Regions from separate parts of the Mus musculus genome. Here regions 1, 2, 3 and 5 are each linked to region 4. A link is a contact called in public Hi-C, HiChIP or PLAC-seq and promoter capture Hi-C data. All regions are on one chromosome and are shown on one strand. The core of a region is the stretch at or near the end of the contact, and the rest is flanking DNA. Distances in the headings are between cores, read along the strand shown.

Region 1 (2,700 bases), core at 191-2,690, 2.5 Mb before region 4:
GTTTGGGACCTGGAGTCTATGTGAAAGCTTTCACTTTCTGAATTCTTCAGGCTCAAGAAATTGAAAGGTAACACGCCCCATTCTCCTCTTTCCAGGGGCCACCTCTGTCTGTCTGCGAGGAAGAGATGGGGGGCGCAGAAGACAGGACCTTCCCACGGGAGCAGAACGACTTCAATAATGCTGTCCTCAAAACAGGTCCTGTTCACCGGAAGTCCATCTGCCAGCCATAGGGAAGACAAAAGCTAACTGGGAGCCCTGATGTCCTATAGTCACCCAGACTGGAGGGAAGATGACAGCAGGGCTCCCATACACAGAGGAGGTGAAAAACTCAAACCTTTGGACAGCAGCCTGACCTGAGTCCAATCAAGTTGTGAGGAACAGAGGAGGAGGCCTCAGAGTAACAGGGGGCTCCATGTTCTTTATAGCAATCTTAGACGAAGCTGGGATTCAAATCCCCAGAGTAGAGGGAGGAAATGTGTCAGGGGTAGGGGGTGGGTAAGGGGAGGCTGCAGGGAGAAACAAACAGAAACTGAGTGGAAAACAGGTCTTTGGCCAAATAGCAATATTTGCTCCCCTGTCTGGAATTCCCCAGTTGTACTCTGTCCTCTGTGAAGTTCATCACCCTGTTCTTCCAGCCTACTAAGTTGTTTACTTACTTGATTGTTGGTATTTAAAAATAAGAAGATATCGAGGGTGTGCTGGCTCCCTCCCATAACCCCAGCATGGGGGAGGCTATGGTAGGACTCCCAGATCAAGACCAGTGAAGGTTACATAGTGAGACCCAGTCTCAAACTAACAGCAATAATACAATCTTACATATATCTTAGATCTTCCTAATTTCTCTTGAAAGATCAGAAGTGGTCAGTGGTAGGTTCGCTACATAGCTCGCAGAGTTAACTGACACCCATCACTCAGCAGCACCGTGCCCTCTGCACCCGGCCATGCATGCACCTTATCTACTTAGTCATAGAAGAACGTTTTTCAACAACAGCTCCAATTAATCTGGCCCTTTGATCCCCTGACATTCATTCCTGGCCATCCCTAAGCTAGAGCCCAGATTTCCTCCCTCTCTGGGCCAAGCACAGCAGTCCGCTAGGCAGAAGGCATAAACTGTGGGAAGACACCGCACCGCGCACGCGCACTCCCAAGCATCCAGGTTGCGGCTGGAAGCGCACGGAGCTGCTGACTACTCCAACCTCGGCGCTGCAGCTTAGGCCTTCAGTGTCTCAGGTCCTTTGCATTGAGATGAACAGCTCTAGCACTGGGCCTGACACCGTAGGGTCCCCGACCGGCTTCGCAGACCCCGGCTTCCCCGCGCGCACCTTTACCGAGCTGGAGTCTGGGACCGCCAAGGCACTGAGGCCGGCTCTGCTCTGCCAGCTCCAGAGAGGCGTTCACAGGCCACCGCCACCCTGGCTCCGCCCTCCCACCTTCCGGCTCCGCCGGCCTTCCGGGTCGCCGAGCTCTGGGTCCCCATGAGTCTGGGTCCTCAAGATGGGACAGGCCTGGGGAAAGATCTTGATGGCGGGGCGAGGCGTCCCTTCCGCGCCCCAGCGTCTGATTGACTGACACCAAGACCCAGGCTAGGAAGCTCTGTGCCTGCGGAAATGGGGAGCATCTGGGAGGGGACTCTGTGTCGCGAGGACCCGCTGCCCCCACTTCCTCTCCGCCTGGCCACCCCACTCAGTGCCCAACCTCACGTTTAGGATCTGGGACGGTTCCTGGAAGGTTCTCCTCGATCGCCCTTTGCGCTGGCTGGGTCTGTGACTTGCCGGACCCTTTCTCCCACAGGGTCCTGGACCTGGGAGATGATAGAGGGGCTTGGCTGTCAGGAGCGACTGCTGGTTAATTAACGCTGGGGCCTGCGTGGGACGCGCAGGGGCTGGTATAGCTTTCAGACCTCCTAAGACCAGAACAGAGCCCACTCCACTTGCAGGGCAAAGGGAGCCACTCAGAAAGAGAGCAGAGTAACAGAAAAATCCAGAGAGGCCTAGGGAGCAGTCCCCGCCCCCTGGTCCCAAGGACTCTAGGGCTGGCCTGAAAATATGCCAAATCTGGTATCTCTCCCAATACTGAACTTTAACCCTGAGCAAAGTCTTGAGTACGCACGGTTGTCAGTGACAAACTAGATACAGAGGGACTGGGCTAGCCAATGCCACCCAAATAGAGAGTGTGGCGAGCGAACTCCAGTCTAGGTCCAAGTGGCCCCTAGCGCGATCTGCCAGGTGGGGGTGGAGAGCTGCTGCGGGCATACAGATGATCTGTGCAGGGCCATATTATTTCTTCTTTTCTGTCTTCTTAGAAGGCCTCGAACCCCTTTTAACATCAAGATTCTCCTGGCTGGAGTGGAAAAGTCTGTGCGTTTTCGAGTAGGAGCTTTTGCCCGAGTTTGGGTGACTTTCAAGAGCCAAAGTTAACTGAGGCTAAGAATAGATTAGCTCCTTGCTCTCTGTGGAGCTATGAGGTGAGGCGCTTCAATGTCCCCCGCGGGCAGCGCCCTCTGGTGGCAAGGTCGAGAACCGGACTCGCTTGTTTTCTCCTTTGCCTAAATATCAGAAGTATGTAGCAATGATGGGAACAGGAAAGTTCAGTGGAGAATAGAGACTAGGCTATAAGACATCCACACCGACGATGAATAAAGCCCTAAAATTATCACCCTGACACCTAGAAGTGTTCCTAGACAGCCAGTAGCGGCTGAGG
Region 2 (2,700 bases), core at 187-2,686, 2.6 Mb before region 4:
AGACTCCTAATAACTGGTCTAGAGAAAAGGCTAGCCTGGGCCTTTGTGTCCCAGATCTTTGAGAATCACTTTTGTCTTTTATCATAATGACAGACACTAATGTTCCAAGTCTGAAGAATGCCTTCTAGACTGGATATAATAAGATAGACTATAAATTCCAATGCTCCAGAAGGCCAGGCAGGAATGTTGCACTTTCAAGCTCAGCCTAGACCACAAAGCAAGTGTCTGGGACACTGTCTTCAGTGAAAAAGAATCAATTTTTTAAAAGAGCAAACATTTTGAGACCAATGGGGTAAGATGCAATGAGCACAGGAAAGAAAGGAAGGGAGGGAGGGAGGGAGGGAGGGAGGGAGGGAGGGAGAGAGAGAGAGAGAGAGAGAGAGAGAGAGAGAGAGAGAGAGAGAGAGAGAGAGAGAGAAGAAAGAGAAGAAAGAAAGAAAGAAAGAAAGAAAGAAAGAAAGAAAGAAAGAAAGAAAGAAAGAGAGAGAGAAGAAGAAGAAGATAGGTGCCTTTTAGACATGTAAAACGTTTAACTAAGGAACCCCATGTAAAACGTTTAATTAAGGAACCCCAGTACACCCAAGGCAGCACCTGATAACCAGAACCCAGTTACATCACTCAAGACAACTAGACACAGTCCTAGAACCCCATGACACCCAGTGGACAGTGTATTAGTGGGCACCAAGAGCAATGCTCTGCTCTGCACAACTGAAGAGAAGCCACCTTCATCTGCCCTGCGGCTGGAGAGTAATCTGACACTCCAATCAAAAACTTCTGTTGGAGACTGGACCTGACCTTCAGCTAAGATAAGTCACACAGGAGGGTAGCCTTGGGGAGATAGGCTTAGGTAGTTAGGAATTTAGGGGGTGAACCTATGAAATGACCGTTTGCATAATAAAATGTAACTTTTGTTATACTAGCTACACTAACTACACGTCTCTACCTTCTTGCATCCGATAGCAAATAAACCTACTCTTTTTCTTTACTAATAGGAAAAAGACCTTTGAACGAGGTCATAAAAGTATTTAGTAGCAGAAACAGGACTAAATACCCCCGGCCACCAGTACAAAATATGACTAGTATTCTCGGGAGTAAATTCTAGATTACCCAGGGCAACACTGTAAGCCTCTTGCTTAAAAAAAAAAAAAAAGGAATCCCACAGTCGTTACCGCCGATATCCCCGGCCAACTTGTGCCCTCCCTCGTCCCCAATCTCCCTCGCGTCCTCTCTATGGCAGCTTGCTCTCGCTACATTTCATTAATCCTGACCCCCCAACACGACTACTCCAGTTACAGACACTTGCATACTGAACACCACAGCAGACCCGCAAAATCCGCTCCTCTCTCAACCACAGAGCCTGTGCCAGTGACGGACGCACACAGATGCCGTCGCGTCAATGACGTCAGAGAGGCGCCCGATCCGAAATCTGGTCGCCATCCCCTGACGCAGGGTGGAGCAAGTCCGTGCACTTTGTTAATTGTCTCTTGGGCTTATCGGATTTTTCCAGTGGAATTTTAAACAAAAAAGCAGCGTCCCGGCGGGAGAAAGCCGCTGAACAAAGCGAAGAAAGGAAAGGAATGAGTGAGGCCTGAAGGAGACATCGCCAGAGAGCTCCGGAAGCTGGCCGACAATGAAGGGTAAGTGGGATGAGGGACGCGGAGCGGGGCCGGGGTGGGAATATAGAACCTCGGAACTAGAAGTTGGCTTGGGAAATGAATCAGGGATACCTGTCTCAACAGAGTCCTAAGGCAACTTCCAGGGAATTACCTTAGTACACAAAAGAAATGGAGGCCCGGAGTCTGAATCCGCCGTCTCAGTCTCTTAGCTAGGAATAAATGTCAGGATCGAGTTTGTGTGCTCTCCTCAGGGGCCTCTCGGGGGAACTAGAAGAGATGGGTCCAAGTTCTTGACCGGACCTAGCTACTACCTTCCCGTATAACTTCTGTCAAGGACCTGCACCCCTCTGCCACCTGGTTTTCACCCTTGCCCCTGTAAAAAGCTGCTGAGGGGCAGTATCGTACACCTAAGGCTTTGGAATTTGAGCCGAAAAGAGCTGTGCCCAGAAGGGCAGCCAAGCACTGGGGCAGTACTAGAGGAGAGAGGTAAAGATATTGCCTCTGATTTGGTGATTCATGCCCTTTTTGTCTGAGAACAAGTTTCTTAGCGTGTCTCAGCTACCACTTTATTATGTGCATAACAAAGAAGAGCTACTGTTAAAAATTGCTTAGAAAGATTAATGACATTAAGATAATATATATGCACACTCACTCAACCAACCGCTTGACAAGCTGTGAGTGTCCCACACCTACTGCATGTTGCAGAAAGACTTTCAACTTTGATGCGAGGCATCTGGGGTAAATAAAACAAAGTTCTTCCTGGGATTCCAGCCCCTGCATGTTTATCACAATAAAGTTCAATCTTGATCCATTGTTCAAGAGAGAGCTAGATTCTGTATATAAAACTTGTGGTACCTTGGTTTGTTTGCTTGGGTCAAGCATATACTCAGGGAGACAGAGATGGATTGTTTGTTTGTTTGTTTGTTTCTTATTGTTGCTGTTGGGATAAAGTCAGCTATGTACTCCTGACTAGCCTGGAGCTCACCGTGTGAACCAGCTCGGCCTCTACCTCTCAAGTAATGGGATGGATCAACCATGTGTGCCGCCACACCCAGCTCAGAAGTGCAGTGTATAGGGTGTAGTG
Region 3 (2,700 bases), core at 126-2,625, 2.1 Mb before region 4:
AAGTTAGAGAGAGAAAAGGAGAGAGAGAGAGAGAGAGAGAGAGAGAGAGAGAGAGAGAGAGAGAGAGAGAGACCAACTCTTCGGAGAAAATTCCCCGCAAGGTTTCTCTAGGGACAGGTGGAAAGTTAAGTGGCCCCCATTTTTCACTCCCGGTTTGTGAGTCCTTCCTGTTTGTCCGCCTCTTGGTGAGCGCACACTCAAGTCCCCGAGTTCTTTCCTGGAAGGATGCAAGCCTGGAAGGCTGGGGTCGGTGCGGGCAGAAGCCAGGGGCTGGGGCCTGGGAGGAGCAGGGCGGGGTCCCGGCCTGGCGCGCGGGTGGCAGCGGTGGCCGGGTTTTGTTTGCAGGATATTGTTTTGTCTAACGGGTGCCTCGCAGGAGACGTGATTCGTCAGCCGCCTTAGTTTTCACTTGAGCGGAAAATAACGGCGGCTACGTGCGGTCCCTGCCTGCGGGGCTCGAGCGCGCTGTGCGTGTGCATCCTCTGAGGTGCGCGCGGGTGGGCGGCCCGGGGCACCGGCTTTAGGACTAGCGGGCTAGCAGGGTGAGTGCGCGCCGAGCTGGCCTTGGGTTCCTCCTGCGCTTCTCTGGGCAGTCGCCGCCGCCGCTCTGCAGTTTAGCAGAAATCCGACAGGGGCCGCGTTTGCTGAGCGCATCCGGCCGGCTGCAGCCGGAGCGGGGCCGTGGGGCCAGGCCTCTCGGTGTAGACGTTGGGAGGGGGCCGGTGGGTAGTGGTGGGGGCAGTAGACTGGGAGGGGCGCGGGAAATGATCTTGGCCGGAGCGAGCACAGCTCCCCTGTCCCTGCTGTCCCCTCGTGTCCACCGCGAGTTGGGCATCCCCGCGCGCCGGGGCCTTGGCTTTTCCCCCACGGTCCCTAGGTCTCCAGGCAGGGCTTAGGTGAACTTGGGGTGGGGTGTGCTTGCTCATATGTGTGCGTGCGTGTGTACGTGTGTGTAGAAAGGGAGCTTAGCGTGGAGACCCTGGTTTTCTTTCTCAGTTTTTAACAACTGGATTTTGACTTTGAGACCAGCTTCGCTCACTGCTTGGGCTGGGAGGGGGGCGATCTTTCCCCATCACTCACATCTTTGTTCATTGTTCACTGAGTGCAAAGCAGGCGACTTAAAGAGAGGAAAAAGGAGGGAGAGAAAGAGAGAGGCAGAAGAGGGGGAAGAAGAGAGAAAGAAGAGGGGCGTGGGGGGCACATCAGTGTCCCCTCCTGGGTCGTGTTGGAGGGTGAAATAGTAAACCCACGCACGGAGGGTCGCCAGGAAAGTGGACATTACCGCTTTAATTAACTTCGAGATGCTCCGGCGGCGGGACCTGGCGTAGCCGTGACGCGCCCCCATAAATCTGCCGGGCCGGGGCTGCTCCAAGAACTCATACAGTAGCAGCGTCAGATTCAACGCGCGCCTCCCCCGGCCGGAGTCCATTTGCATAATTGGATTTTTTTTTTTGCCTCCTTCCTCCCTGAAACTTATTTGAAAACCCAAGTGAAAACCGCGACGACCTGCACACTCAAAAGCAAGTGCCAAGTAAGTGCCCTGCGGTGCCCTCCGCGCGCCCCGAGGTGAGGGCGCAGTGCTGGGGGCGAGTGCCCGGCCGGCTCGGGGAGAGTGTGCAGCGGGCGGGAGAATTGCATCTGCTGGGCTGGATGTTCGAGGAACTTTTTGTTTTGTTTTGTTTTTTTGCTGTTTTTTTTTTTTTTTTTAAACACAACTCCCAACCCTGTCTCTCCACTTTTCCGGCGAGGTGAGGTGACTGGGCCACGCGCATAGTTGAGGCGAGCCTGAAGAGGAGATCTTGGGGACACAGTTGAGAGTTGAGCATAGGGGTTCTTTGGGAGGGTGACGGGTCTCTGTCGCCGCCGCCACCGCCACCGTCGCTGCCGCGGCTTGGAGAGCTGAGCTGCGAGTGAGCGGGGTTGGTTGCCTGTCGCGCCGCGCCGCTGATGCAGTTTGTCGCCAAATGCCTCCCCCATTATTCTAAGGTTTGTGTCTCAGGGTGTGCGTGCGCTCGCGTGTGCGCCCCTGTGTTTTGCTGGGCTTTAAAAGGAAGAAAAGCAACCAAAACAAGAGTAGGAAGGCTTCCTTTCCAGTCTGCCTTCCCCTTCAGCGTCCTCTGTTTCTATTGCTTGAAAAAAATGGAGTGAGAGCTGTTTTGCCTAAGAGAGGGTCACCACCAACAGATTGACAATTCGGTTGGAAATGCTATCAATTCTACAGCAGAGATGTAGCTGCGGGCATGGCATGCCGGCTCCACCCTGGTCAGGGAAATGGCTTCACAATTTCAAATTGTTGAAAAAAATGCATACTATGTTATTATTAGTAGTATTATTTGCAGTGAGCAGGATGGAGGGGGAAAGTAGATTGCGTTGGAGAAGACTCCAGCTGTCTTTCCCATTTCTGGGCCTGCCTGGGAACTTGGCTGTGGGCAAGGCCCACCACCCTGCATGGCAGGGGCCTGAGACTCAGCTTCCAGCTCTGGGAGTTGCGGGGGGGGGGCACCTCCCCCCATAGCCCTTTGGCCTCTACTCTAAGAGAGCCTAGGGCTTTGGCTGAAGGCTGCTTTAGCTATGATGTCATCCTGATAGCGGTGCAAATGTCTCTTGATCTCACCATTACCCGCCTGGCTGAGTTGTTGGTAATGATAGCACTCTGCCCAGCTCCCCGACAATCAGGACACGGCGCCCTAGGAATTAGCA
Region 4 (2,700 bases), core at 191-2,690:
GGCATGGTACAGGAGAGGTCGCTGAGAGTTCTGCATCAATAGGCGAGCAGCAGGGAAAGTAACACTATGGCGTGAGCACACTTGAAACCTCAGAGTCCCAGAAAAACACTTCCTTCCAACCGAGACACACCTACGACAAGGCACACCTCCTAACTGTGCCACTCCCTAAGAGCCTCTGGGGGCCATTTTCTTTCAAACCACCACAGTCCCTAACACAGCAATTCCATCCATAGATACATATTTAAAATAACTGAAGGCAGGATTGCAGGCAGGCATTTGAACACATGCATTGATAGTGGCTTTACTCACACTAAGCAAAAAGTGAACAAGGTTAAACTGATGAATACATCTAATGTGCTTTGTACAGTAAATATGTTCAGCCAGGAAATAATGAAATGGGGGAGGGGAGAGCTTGTTTGGTTGGAGCCAAAGTCTCACTATGTAATGGCAAGCTGGTCTTCAATTCCAGATCCTCCTGCCTCAGACGCCCCTGGATTGGCCGACTTTAAAGGCACACACCCACCAAATCCAATCAAGAATGAAGTTCTGTCTCATGGTACAACATGGATAAAAAACTTGAAGGTGGTATATGATTGGTCAAATATGCCAGCCATAAATAAATAGTGCTTGAATAGGCAATTTTATACAGACAGAACATTGTTTTGTAATGGGAACCAGGGATAATAAATAATTTCTATTTAGTGAGTGGGTGCCAGTTTGTAATGATGAAAAATTTATAGAGAGTAGCCATTGCTCAACAGGGTGGATGTAGGTATATGGGCTAGAGGGATGGCTCAGTGGTTAAAAGTGTGTATTAGTCTTCCAGAGCACCAGAATTCGATTCTCAACCCAATATCAGGTGACTCACAGTTGCTTGGAACTCCAACTCCAGGGGTCCAATGTTTGTCTCCTCAGGCTCACTCATCCCTTACCTCCATATATATATATAATGAAAATGGTTAGATGTATTTGGAAAAATTAAAATACATATACCATAAGCAAGTCACAGGATTGGAGAATTGAGCAGTTTTTTTTTCCACCCACTCCATCCCTTACTGGGACCCTCACTCCAAAATCAGGGTGTGTGTGTGTGTGTGTGTGTGTGTGTGTGTATTGCCATAGTTCACACACACACTCACACACACAGCATCTTCTCAGCAAAGGCCCTTGGGGGTTGGGGTAAAGCAGACAGGGCGTCGACTAAGGAGTTTACACCTTGCAGAACTGCGCCATTGCCAGTCCTAGGAATCATTAGGGTGGGGCGTGTTAACGCGCAGTTCAGAGCCTGGGAACCCACAAGCGCCCTCTTAGAGGTTCTGCCCCTTTTCCCATCGCAGGATCGGTCCTCTGCAAGGCACCCTGGCCGAGGCCCGGCAGCCCCAACTCGGCACTCGACTTTTGATGCCTGAGCATCACTCGCGTCTGCGCAGTCGAAGGCGCCGGGCTCGAGTCTCCGGCCGAAGCGATTCCAACCGAGTGTACCGGAGGGCGGCTGCGGCTGCGCGACCCCCGACGGCCGCTGCGCCTGCGCGACGTGGGACAGCCGCGCCATGGCGGACGAAGAACTTGAGGCGCTGAGGAAGCAGAGGCTGGCCGAGTTGCAGGCCAAGCATGGAGTGAGTGAGCGAGCGGGCGGGCGGGCGAGGTGACGCCCTCGCCCCAGGCACAGGCTCTCGGCGTTTGCTCGTGGGACCCCGGCTTCCGCGTACCCCATGGCAACGTGTGTGTGCCCACGGGGATGGGGGTGTCCCCGGAGGTCACCGCCGCCTCCTCGGCTGCCGTAGGGTCCCGCGTGAGGCTTGTGCGGGTTGGGGTGTGCGCGCCTTCGAGTCACCCCCCACCCCACCCCCCAAGTCTCGGTTTTCGCTGCCGTCGAGCCTCAGGCGATCCTCGCCGGGATTGGGGTGTCCTCGGATTGGGGGGGGTCTTGCCGACCGGAAGCCCGCGCTGTGTAGAGGGGGATCCTCTGAGCTCTGGTGCGGAGGACGCCGCTCTGACAGCGCCTCCCCGGGCGGGAGTCGAACCGCGGACTCCAGAGATGGTGCTCAGCCCCTGCGGTGCCGGCTAGGAGGGAGTAGCGGGTTGTAAACTTGCCTTGGGACAAACGCTAGTGGTGGTGGGTGACCTCAGTGGCAAGCATTTGAGCCTTTGAGCCAGCATCTTTCGTGCCAAGCCAGGGTCTCTTTTTTCCAGTCTTCTCACTGGTTAAAAATAGGGCTCCATGATACCGGGGCCTTTTCAGGAATGTGTGCGTTCTCAAACATTCTTTTAGATTGTGACTTGAGACGCTTGGGAAATGTGGGGCTGGGAGTGGGGGTTAGCCTGGGCCACAGTGCTTACCTAGCATACACAACACCCTCTCTTCCCTGAGTTCCACCCTCAGCCCTTATTTAATAAAACGAACACAACATTGCAAATGGAAACTGACTTATTGATTTTTTTTTTTTTTTTTTTTTTTTTTTTTTGGTGAGGTCCAGTTTCCACCTCGGGAACCTATTATAGCAGAAAGAATATCGAATAAGCCCTTTATTTTTGTTTTCATTTATTTGGTATTTTACTTTATTTTGAATACGGTCTCTGTTTATAGCCCAGGCTGGCCGGTAACTTGAGATTCTTGTGTCTCCTAAGTGCTAACTATGGTGACAAATGTGCCTCACCCCACCTTTCCCTGACCCATGTGTTCTTCTCTCTTCTTTTGAA
Region 5 (2,700 bases), core at 66-2,565, 2.4 Mb before region 4:
TCTCAGAGTATCAAGCTGAATGAATGGTCCTTAATCACAGTGGTCAAGGAATGTGGAGCTAGGGCAGGACAGGCATGTGGCATGAATCAGTCCCTGGGGCAGAACTCATCATCGGAACTACCTGACACCACAGAAGCAGGGGGTGGGGGTGGGGGTGGGGGTTGAGGTGGGGGGTGGGGGTTGAAGGGAGGGAGGGGGCGGCTGTCAGTGGTCTGGCAAAAGCAGCAGATACAGAAATAGCACAGAACCTGGTTAAGGCCTGAACAACAACAGAGGTGAGCTGCTGAACAGCGGCATCCTGCATTTCACAGCAGGACTCTAGCTGTAACTGGGAAGCCATGGTCACCCACTCCCCAGAAGTTGCTAGCTCCATTACGCAGTTTCAGTGACTGGCTTGGAGAAGCAGGCCTACCCCCATAGCCTCGGGGTTGGGCACAACTCAGCAGGGTTCTGTTAATTCTTCCTTTCCGCTGTGTCCTAGGGCTCCCAGTGTTTTGGCTTCCATATACCTTTTCCTCAACTTCACTCAGAGTAAAGAGGCAGTCCGAAGGAGGGTCTTCCCTAGCCAAAACTCCAAATTCTCTACAGAAAGCCTTTGTGCACCACGGAGCAAACCACACGGAGTGAGCCCAAAACCCCATGGCTGTTCTGGGAAGCACGGGCACAACACACGTGGTTGAATGTGCAAGGGCACTAGTTAGAGGGCATGGGGAGATTAAAAACAAAAGCATCATCTCAGAGGGACATATTGAGGCTGGAATGTTGGTAAATGAATCTGGAGAAACTGAACAAAACGGAGGCTCAGCAATTTGCCCAAGGTCAGACACTGAGCCTGGCTTCAGGGCCTACAGCTACATTGAGCTGCCTCGGAGCCTTAGCCTTAGATTAATGGAATGTCCCATTAACAAGCTCCTGAACCCTCAAACCCAAAATTGGGAGGGGCCCAGGTATGGGTTTTCAGGGCCGCAGGACCTAGCCGCTTAAGCCTGAAGAGGGCGCGCATTCCTCTCCGGGACTGCTGGCAGCTCAGCCTTTCTGCCTGGAGCACGCTTCCTACCAGTCCCAAGCACTCGGGTCCCCCCTTTTAGGCCTCCTCGGGCCCGCCAGTCCGGGATGACAGCTTGGCTGGGCCCCACGCCTGGACTGCGCCCGGTACGGCGCCTCCCCCCGGTCACGCGGCACAGATGGGAGAGGAGGAGGACGAGGAGGAGAGGAAAGGAGGCCCTTTGGGGCAGAAGGGTAGGAACCCGCTGCACTGGGCGTCGCCTCTGAAAGGGGCTCTGTGCGGCTCGGGGAGAAGAAAGGGGCAAAGAAATGGAGGAGGAGCTGTGTAAGGAGCAGTGATGCAGGCTCAGGTGTCCGGACCCCACCGCAGTGTTCCAGCCACACCCAGACGGAAACCATGGTCGACGGTTTGGCCTGCGCCCGTCTCTAGACTGCTAGCTGGGGGAGCAGGCACCCCTGTCACCTCATTGTGCACGGAGCAATAGGCCTCGCCATGTTAGCCAGACCAAATGTAGCCCTTAGGGCAAGGGCAGAACGTAGGAGTCGGAGCCCAGAACCTCTTGCCACGCAAGCCACAAAGCAAGGCCCAGGAGCCCTGCTGTCCAGGGCAGATCTTGGTGGCGCCACTTTCCAGCCACGTGGCTTGGAGCAAGTTTCTTTACTTCATCTGTGAAATGGGAGAGCGCGCACGTAGTGGGGTTATTATGTAGGGGGGTTTCGTCCCCTAGGGCTGGGCCTGCCTTGGTCACAGCTCTCACCAATGCAGCGGGATAAAGAAACTGAAGTTGGGGACAGAACCAGGCCGCCCCAGTCCCGCGCCGCCCAAGACCTCCATGCGCGCGCGCGCGCGCACCTTACCCGCCTCCTCCTTCGGAACCCGCAGCCCCGCCCTTCTGGCTCAGGCTGAGCTCCACGTGCGGCGTGTTTACACACGTGACTCCAGGGCCCGCCCACCCAGCCTCCGCCTCCGATCCGACCCCGCCCCTGTCCCCGCCCCATGTCCTCTGCGGCTGCGCGGCGTCGAGCTAACGCAAAGCGCCTCTGTAACAGAGCCAAAGCGTAGGTGGATCTCTGGGTAGGCGGGACTTTGGGCCTCCTCGTGGCTTCCTCGCGCACCGCGAGGGGGGCGGGACTGGACGGTCACGGGCGGGGCCAAGTGTGAGCGCAGGCTCTAGGCAGGGCGTCGCGTGGGCGGGGCTGAAGAGAGCTGGGCGGTGGCGCTGGGGTCCGGCGCATGCGCAGGCACACCAAGCTGTACAGCTTTCAGACCTGCTTTCGCCACGTTCCTAGTCCTGCCCCTGTGTAGGCTGAACCAGGTAGAACTAAGAAGGACACATTGACGCCCACATTTCACTGCGTTTTGGGCAAAGACGGGCTCTCCAGGATTCTCTTCCCTTGCCCTCCTGCTATTTCTCCCTTTCTTCTGGATTGGTTCGGTGCAGGCCTGTTGTGGCATCCTGTTTGTCTTTGATACCTTACCAGTCATACCATTGAAGCTCATTACACCTTCTCTTTTTCCTCTCTCCCTCTCTTCCATCTCTCTCCTCCGTTACTTCCCACCCTCTTCTTTCTCTCTCATACTAGGGATTGAACCTAGCCCTGAAGCGAACTGTCCTTGTACCGTACCGCCACCCCACTGGGTCCAAAGAATTTCAGCACCTACATGATGACACAAGTGGAAAATTGCTTCAGTAC

What was found. A called contact is a pair of places that touch in the nucleus more often than the background predicts. HiChIP or PLAC-seq counts read pairs in DNA pulled down with a chosen protein or histone mark. Capture Hi-C pulls out chosen DNA fragments and counts their contacts.
Region 1: a contact with region 4 is called in a promoter capture Hi-C map of liver, with 2.5 times the contacts expected there. The contact joins the promoter of D530033B14Rik here to the promoter of Pdcd5 in region 4. A contact is called at or near these places in 5 of 39 promoter capture datasets (cranial neural crest, hippocampal neurons, maxillary cranial neural crest and 2 more), 1 of 484 Hi-C or Micro-C datasets (B cells), 2 of 115 datasets of contacts at active chromatin or transcription factors (acute myeloid leukemia and large pre-B cells) and 2 of 9 other capture datasets (adipose tissue and liver).
Region 2: a contact with region 4 is called in a Hi-C map of B cells, with 5 read pairs. The contact joins the promoter of Pop4 here to the promoter of Pdcd5 in region 4. A contact is called at or near these places in 2 of 39 promoter capture datasets (embryonic stem cells and pre-B cells), 1 of 484 Hi-C or Micro-C datasets (B cells), 1 of 115 datasets of contacts at active chromatin or transcription factors (large pre-B cells) and 1 of 9 other capture datasets (liver).
Region 3: a Hi-C map of nephron progenitors shows a contact between it and region 4, with 7 times the contacts expected there. The contact joins the promoter of Zfp536 here to the promoter of Pdcd5 in region 4. A contact is called at or near these places in 2 of 39 promoter capture datasets (cranial neural crest and hippocampal neurons), 3 of 484 Hi-C or Micro-C datasets (cardiomyocytes, muscle stem cells and nephron progenitors), 3 of 115 datasets of contacts at active chromatin or transcription factors (astrocytes, embryonic hindbrain and stem cell-derived neural progenitor cells) and 2 of 9 other capture datasets (embryonic stem cells and pancreatic islet).
Region 5: an H3K4me3 HiChIP or PLAC-seq map of forebrain shows a contact between it and region 4, with 12 times the contacts expected there. The contact joins the enhancer-like site here to the promoter of Pdcd5 in region 4. A contact is called at or near these places in 1 of 39 promoter capture datasets (cranial neural crest), 3 of 484 Hi-C or Micro-C datasets (B cells, the G1E-ER4 cell line and cardiomyocytes), 2 of 115 datasets of contacts at active chromatin or transcription factors (embryonic forebrain and forebrain) and 3 of 9 other capture datasets (adipose tissue, embryonic stem cells and liver).

The regions. Positions count from the first base shown.
Region 1 is chr7:38,182,522-38,185,221 of GRCm38.p6, reverse strand. It overlaps D530033B14Rik (RIKEN cDNA D530033B14 gene), which reads left to right and starts at 1,440. Exons shown (of 1, transcript NR_165180.1): 1 at 1,440-2,650. 1600014C10Rik (RIKEN cDNA 1600014C10 gene) reads right to left here and starts at 1,435. Exons shown (of 4, transcript NM_028166.3): 1 at 1,323-1,435.
Region 2 is chr7:38,270,084-38,272,783 of GRCm38.p6, reverse strand. It overlaps Pop4 (processing of precursor 4, ribonuclease P/MRP family, (S. cerevisiae)), which reads left to right and starts at 1,436. Exons shown (of 7, transcript NM_025390.4): 1 at 1,436-1,637. The coding sequence starts at 1,631.
Region 3 is chr7:37,768,427-37,771,126 of GRCm38.p6, reverse strand. It overlaps Zfp536 (zinc finger protein 536), which reads left to right and starts at 1,375. Exons shown (of 6, transcript NM_172385.2): 1 at 1,375-1,531.
Region 4 is chr7:35,646,222-35,648,921 of GRCm38.p6, reverse strand. It overlaps Pdcd5 (programmed cell death 5), which reads left to right and starts at 1,440. Exons shown (of 6, transcript NM_019746.4): 1 at 1,440-1,616. The coding sequence starts at 1,551.
Region 5 is chr7:38,084,441-38,087,140 of GRCm38.p6, reverse strand. The region is part of intron 3 of Gm30771 (a long non-coding RNA gene); the gene reads right to left. Among named protein-coding and RNA genes, the nearest start is that of Ccne1, 22 kb to the left of the region's middle. Within about 2 kb of position 1,315, at least 189 of the 459 cell types and tissues checked have an H3K27ac peak or open chromatin away from gene starts, as enhancers often do. A contact at or near this core is called in B cells, the G1E-ER4 cell line, embryonic stem cells and 2 more, where this site is marked.